Linked DNA regions of Mus musculus: region 2 is linked to region 1. The links are chromatin contacts, called in public promoter capture Hi-C maps. All regions are on one chromosome and are shown on one strand. The core of a region is the stretch at or near the end of the contact, and the rest is flanking DNA. Distances in the headings are between cores, read along the strand shown. Region 1 holds the start of Wdr61 (WD repeat domain 61). Region 2 holds the start of Adpgk (ADP-dependent glucokinase).

Region 1 (2,700 bases), core at 85-2,584:
GTTCACAGCCCCTCAGTTCCATCCTCACTTAACAGGCCGTACATACAGCTCAGACATCTGGGCTCATGCTACCTGCTTCAAATATGCAAACCAAAGACTAACAAATGTTTACCAAGAACAGAAACTCAGACAGACACATGATTTCTAAATAGTCCTGGCCTAAGAGATCTTAATCAGGTGTGCTGACTTGTGACTGTTACTGATTTGTGACTCAAGAACAGGACCTTGCCCAGACTAGAAAGCTCTCCTGACAATTTGGCTCAAACAAGTTGAGACACAAACTGCATGAAGACCAGCCCTCTTAGTGATACTGCCTCCTCTCTGCCCATACGAACCTCACACTTGGCAATAGAGAAAAACGACAATTTTACAAGTAAGAAGGTTTATAGGGAGTCAACTTTTAAAAAGCTACCCTCAAAATAGGGTGTGCAGTTCCATCAGGCTGAACCTTTGAGGACGTACTGCATCAGATCCTATTTTAACTATTATACAGATTAGCTCACTGAACCTTCCTTAACGCCGTTTAGTAGGCACTCTTACTAGCTCCGTTCTTCTGGCTAGAAGAGAGAGGCTTAGAGCAGCTGACGGAAGCGTAGGTAAATACACAGTTCCTACTACTAAGACATGTCTCATGACAGGTAATTTCAGAACCAAGAGAATCCCAAGAGGCCTCTATGCCATCTCTCTCTTTAGGAAAATTTCCAGTTATCGGGGCTGGATTTAAAGGTCCTTCTTCAGGCTTCCCAGAGACTAACCCATGCGTCTATGAAAGTTTCTCAGGCACGTCTGTAACGCACCATACCACATGGTACTTGAAATAAAAGGAACTCACTCTCTGCTTAGTGTTCAATGACGTGAAGCTTGCTACCTAACAGCGTGGCTAACTACTATAGGACTGGTATTAAGAGAGTCCTCTATCTAAGGGGAAACTACTCCCCTCCCCAGAGTCCTCTATCTAAGGGGAAACTACTCCCCTCCCCACCCCGCAAAGAAGCCAACCCTCATTTCCGGGATGCACAAAACATTATCTGGGAGCAAAATTAGTCCACCTATGGGCCTTCTGTCTGCCCTTGGGACTCGTGCCTCGCGGACTAGCCAAGTTAAATAGAGTCACGAAAGCCACCCTTGGACTCCTGGAGCCTCCGTGAACAAACCTGCTGTGGTGGCCTCCAACTCTCCCGGTTCAGTCGCCCTCTCGCCCTAGTAGGCAACAGCACCAAAGACCACCATTCCCCAACTCTGCCCAGCACACCAACTCACCACCGTACAGCCAGCCGCACAGCACGCCTGACGTCAGTGGAGCACGACCGTGGCGCTCGTGGATGAGCTAACGAAGGGGCGGGGCCTCTCCTGGGATGCGGGCGGGACCGGCAGAGCGCCCCCCTGCTGCCTTGGCGTGCGGGGTTGGGGTGAGGGTGGAGCCAGGGAGAGTGGGCGGGGAGTACCTAGGGCAGCCTGCTGCTAACAGGCTTCAGAAAGCTTCTCTGATGACTTCCCGGGTTCGTTTTTTCTTCTGTTTTTTTTTCTTTCTTTTTTTTTTTTTCCCCGCTTTTTCTTCGTCCTCTTTTTCTTTCCTTCTCCTTTCCAGCCCAGCCTCGCCCCCCATCTCCCACAGCAAAAAGCTCGAAAATCATTACAATAAAGGTTTTCTAAAACAACCTAGCTCTGTAATTTTTAAAGTGCCACATTTTAATATTGTTAAAAGTTGTGTGCACGTATGGGAGTGTGCACACATGTCATGGTGTAGAAATGGAGGTCAGAAGACAACTTGAGTGTCTTAGTTGTCTCTGTCACGTGGAGCCCAGGAATGGAACCCAAGTCATCAGGCTTGAAGGCGGCCACTTTTATCTGCTGAGCCATTCCCTATATATTTTTTTTTAATAGCGCATAAATTCAAACCCAGGATGTTGCCTATGCTAGGCAAGCATGCTCCTGCTGGCCTACATCCCAGCCATCTATTTATTTATTTAGAAACAAGTTCTCAATAAATTGCCTAGGCTGGCCTATAACTTACTCTGTAACTCTGTAGCATAGGCAGTCCTTGGATTCCTGCTTCTATTGCTTCAGTCTCCAGTATCTCTAGAGTGACAGGCCTGCACTACCAGGCCTGGCTATAACTCTGTCGTTCAAACTCAAAGCCGAAAAATACCTCAGAGTGCTGTTTCAAGATGCCAAACAGAGAACTGAGAGAATTCCAGTAGAATTTGGACATTGAATTATTCGTGTGCTCTTCAGTGACTGAATAATTATGATGTGAACTCCAGATATGCTTGTTCAAAGACTATATTAAACCCCTACCTTTCACCTCTCTACTGTCAGAGCACCAAGCACATGAGGTCATTAGCATGGTCTACTGTGAAGCAAGAATAACAGGCCTCTTATGTACAATGAATGTCTTTGACATGCAATCAAGACTATGAGTCCTGCCTCAGAATAATATTTATAAATGGATCAATATCCACATAGGATTAAAGGGAAATAATTCCATCAAAATAGCCATAAATATGCAAAATAATAACACACCTACCTGAGCTCAACAGATCTAATACCGTCTGTGATTTCAAAGTATCAATACACATACACAATGCTTTGAATTATCTTCAGTGGTTGTAATAAAATAGGAACAATACTGTGGTTTGATTTAGTGACCAAGTCAATTACTGTTAATGCCTCCTGGTTTATTGTGCACATATGTGATCA
Region 2 (2,700 bases), core at 122-2,621, 4.6 Mb after region 1:
CCTCCCTGAGCACCAGACACAGAGATACACATTTGTAATTCCAGGAGCTAGAGGGAAGAGGATCAGAAGTTCAAAGTTGGGGCTGGAGAGATAGCTCAGCGGTTAAGAACGCTGACTGCTCCGGGGGTCTGAGCGAGAAGAAAAAAGTGTCTGGGGACAGCTACAGTGTACTTACATATAATAAATTAATAAATCTTTTTAAAAAAAGTTCAAAGTCACCCTTGACAACGCAGTGAACTTGAGGCTAGTCTGGGCTAGTAACCAGTCTCTGGCCAGTTAACAGCTGAGAGCCATAACAGAAACACTTTGGATACTGGGGGTGGGGGTGGGAGATAACGTCCAAGATCAAAGCCAGGGAAACACATTTCTATTAACAAGTTCAAAAATTATAGACAGAGTAGAAAATTGGTCAGGAGCTAGCAGAACTAGCAAAATAGAAATAGGCCAGGCTAGATGAGGCTGAGAATGAACTGGACATCAAGCCTAGCTTTCCTGCCTCTTAACCTACCCTCTCACATAGAACCGTCACATCAAAGGAGGAAGGGCTGGATTTCTGTAGTATCACCCGGAACAACTAAACCAGGATTTAAAAACTCGAGTCTATAGTCCTTCCATACTGTACACATGATTGTATCCCTTTGCGGCTTACTCTGGGGTTGTTCAAAGGAACACCACCTCCGAAAGGGTTATCTAAGGGGTCTGAGTGTTAAATCTGATCTCTAGATTGAACAAGATCGCTTCAGTCTTAGCGGAAGCCTTTGACTAGCTGAAAATCTCAAGAGGTGGACTCCCCGTGCCCAGCACCACTAGGGTCTGAGCAGATTCCTCTCGCGGGAAGCCCTTCCCATCGTCGTGCACCCTCCGCCTCGCCACTGCACCAGACTTAGAAAGGAACCGGCCTAGTAAAACCATGGAGGTCAAACACTGGCGGAGGGACGGATTAAGAGACAACAGCGTGGCTCGTTGTCAATGGGAGACCGACTACTCTAATCGCGAGGTTTGCTGCTTCTTCGTTATCTGCATGTCTTATCTTACTAGGGAAGTAAAAGTATTCTCTCGCCCCCACCCCGGACACACACACACTCTATCTCAGGCTATCAGTGAATATCGGGAAGACGTGTACGGATTGGGAACCACACTACTGCCTTTGTTCATCCAAGGACAGAATCGCACAACAGCGTCGCCCAGCGCCAGCGCCAAGACTTAAACAGAGCGAACCCCCAACGCCAGCCCTGTCGTCGTCCCGCCTCCAGCCCACCCATAGCTCCACCCATAACTGGGGCTGCAGTTCCGTCGTAGCTCCGCCCATCGGGAGGAAGAGCCTGTGGCGCGCGGGTGTGACGTTACGCACGTCTACGTCAGCACGCGCCCAGCTGGGAGGAGGCGCGAGCCGAGAAAGGATCCTGTAGCCACCGGTGCGGCGGTGTGTGCACATGGCGCTGTGGCGCGGCTCTGCGTGCGCCGGCTTCCTGGCGCTGGCCGTGGGCTGCGTGTTCCTGCTGGAGCCGGAGCTGCCGGGCACGGCGCTGCGCTCGCTCTGGAGCTCCCTGAGGCTGGGACCCGCGCCAGTGCCCGTGGGACCTCTGTCCCCGGAGAGCCGGCTGGCAGCCGCTTGGGACGCCCTCATCGCGCAGCCCGCCCGGCGCTGGCGCCGCGTGGCTGTGGGGTGAGTGCCTGCGGGGCCTGCCTGCGGCTCTGGGCCTCCCCGGGAAGTGCGCGCGCTCCGGGGTCCGCCCGGGACTCGGTGGTGTCTGGGTTGCCCTCTGGGCGAAAGTGTCGGACGCGTGAGACGAGCCTTTTTCCGTCATCGCTGCAGGGATAGTCAGCATATTTCCACCCGGTTGGCCCTGCTCCCTGTAAAAGCAGCTCTCATAGCTTCTTAGAAATTCAACTCAGCCTGTCACTTGTAATTTTTGAGGTTACTCTGTTGTCTGTCTTCCAGCCCTTTTTTGCCGACTGTTCTCAGGTGGCCACGATGGTTTTCCTATTTTTTTAGCACTCTTCCTAACGTACTTAAAGCTAAATGCTTCTGTCTCTAGCTGTTGACTTTACGTCATCCGGTCTGAAGACCACTCTACTAAGACTGCTCATTTTCATATTCAACATTTTTTGTTAAGGATTCCTTACCAGAACTCTGCGCCTTTCGCGTTTAGCACGCCCTTCTCGAAACTACCTTCTTCCCCATACTAAGTGATAGTTCATATTTTTAAGGTTCTCTCAAATCACAGTATCTCCTTTCTTTGTGAAACTCACAGAAATGTATCCAATTTTTTTTACACTAACCTTAGTCCCTCTTCCAGTTAGGCTTGGCTTTCTTGTCTTGTCAAGGGCACTATGCATCAGCGAGTTTTTTAGTATGTTTTTCTTTAGGTTAGAGTTGGTTTTTTTTTTTTTTTTTTAAATGTTGCTTCTGTTGTTCCTTTTTGAACTACAGCCTCCTTGGCTGGTCTGGAACGTAAGTAGATCATTAGAACATAGATCATTATCTGATCTGTTTGCTTCCTTTTTCTTTCTTTCTCTTGTCTTTTTAGTTTAGTTTTATTTTTAAATTATTCTTCTTTAAGACAGGGCTTCTCTGTGTAGTCCAGGCTCTCCTGGAACTCACTCTGTAGACCAGGCTGACCTCGAACTCTAAGGACCAGCTGCTTCTGCCTCCCTGGTGCTGGGCTTAAAGACCTGGCTTTATCAGGTTCTTGATCA

The links. Promoter capture Hi-C pulls out the DNA fragments that hold promoters and counts their contacts.
Region 2: a promoter capture Hi-C map of erythroid cells shows a contact between it and region 1, with 13 times the contacts expected there. The contact joins the promoter of Adpgk here to the promoter of Wdr61 in region 1. A contact is called at or near these places in 1 of 39 promoter capture datasets (erythroid cells) and 1 of 484 Hi-C or Micro-C datasets (CD4 T cells).

The regions. Positions count from the first base shown.
Region 1 is chr9:54,733,215-54,735,914 of GRCm38.p6, forward strand. Wdr61 (WD repeat domain 61) reads right to left here and starts at 1,335. Exons shown (of 11, transcript NM_023191.3): 1 at 1,261-1,335.
Region 2 is chr9:59,290,201-59,292,900 of GRCm38.p6, forward strand. Adpgk (ADP-dependent glucokinase) reads left to right here and starts at 1,372. Exons shown (of 7, transcript NM_028121.2): 1 at 1,372-1,666. The coding sequence starts at 1,434.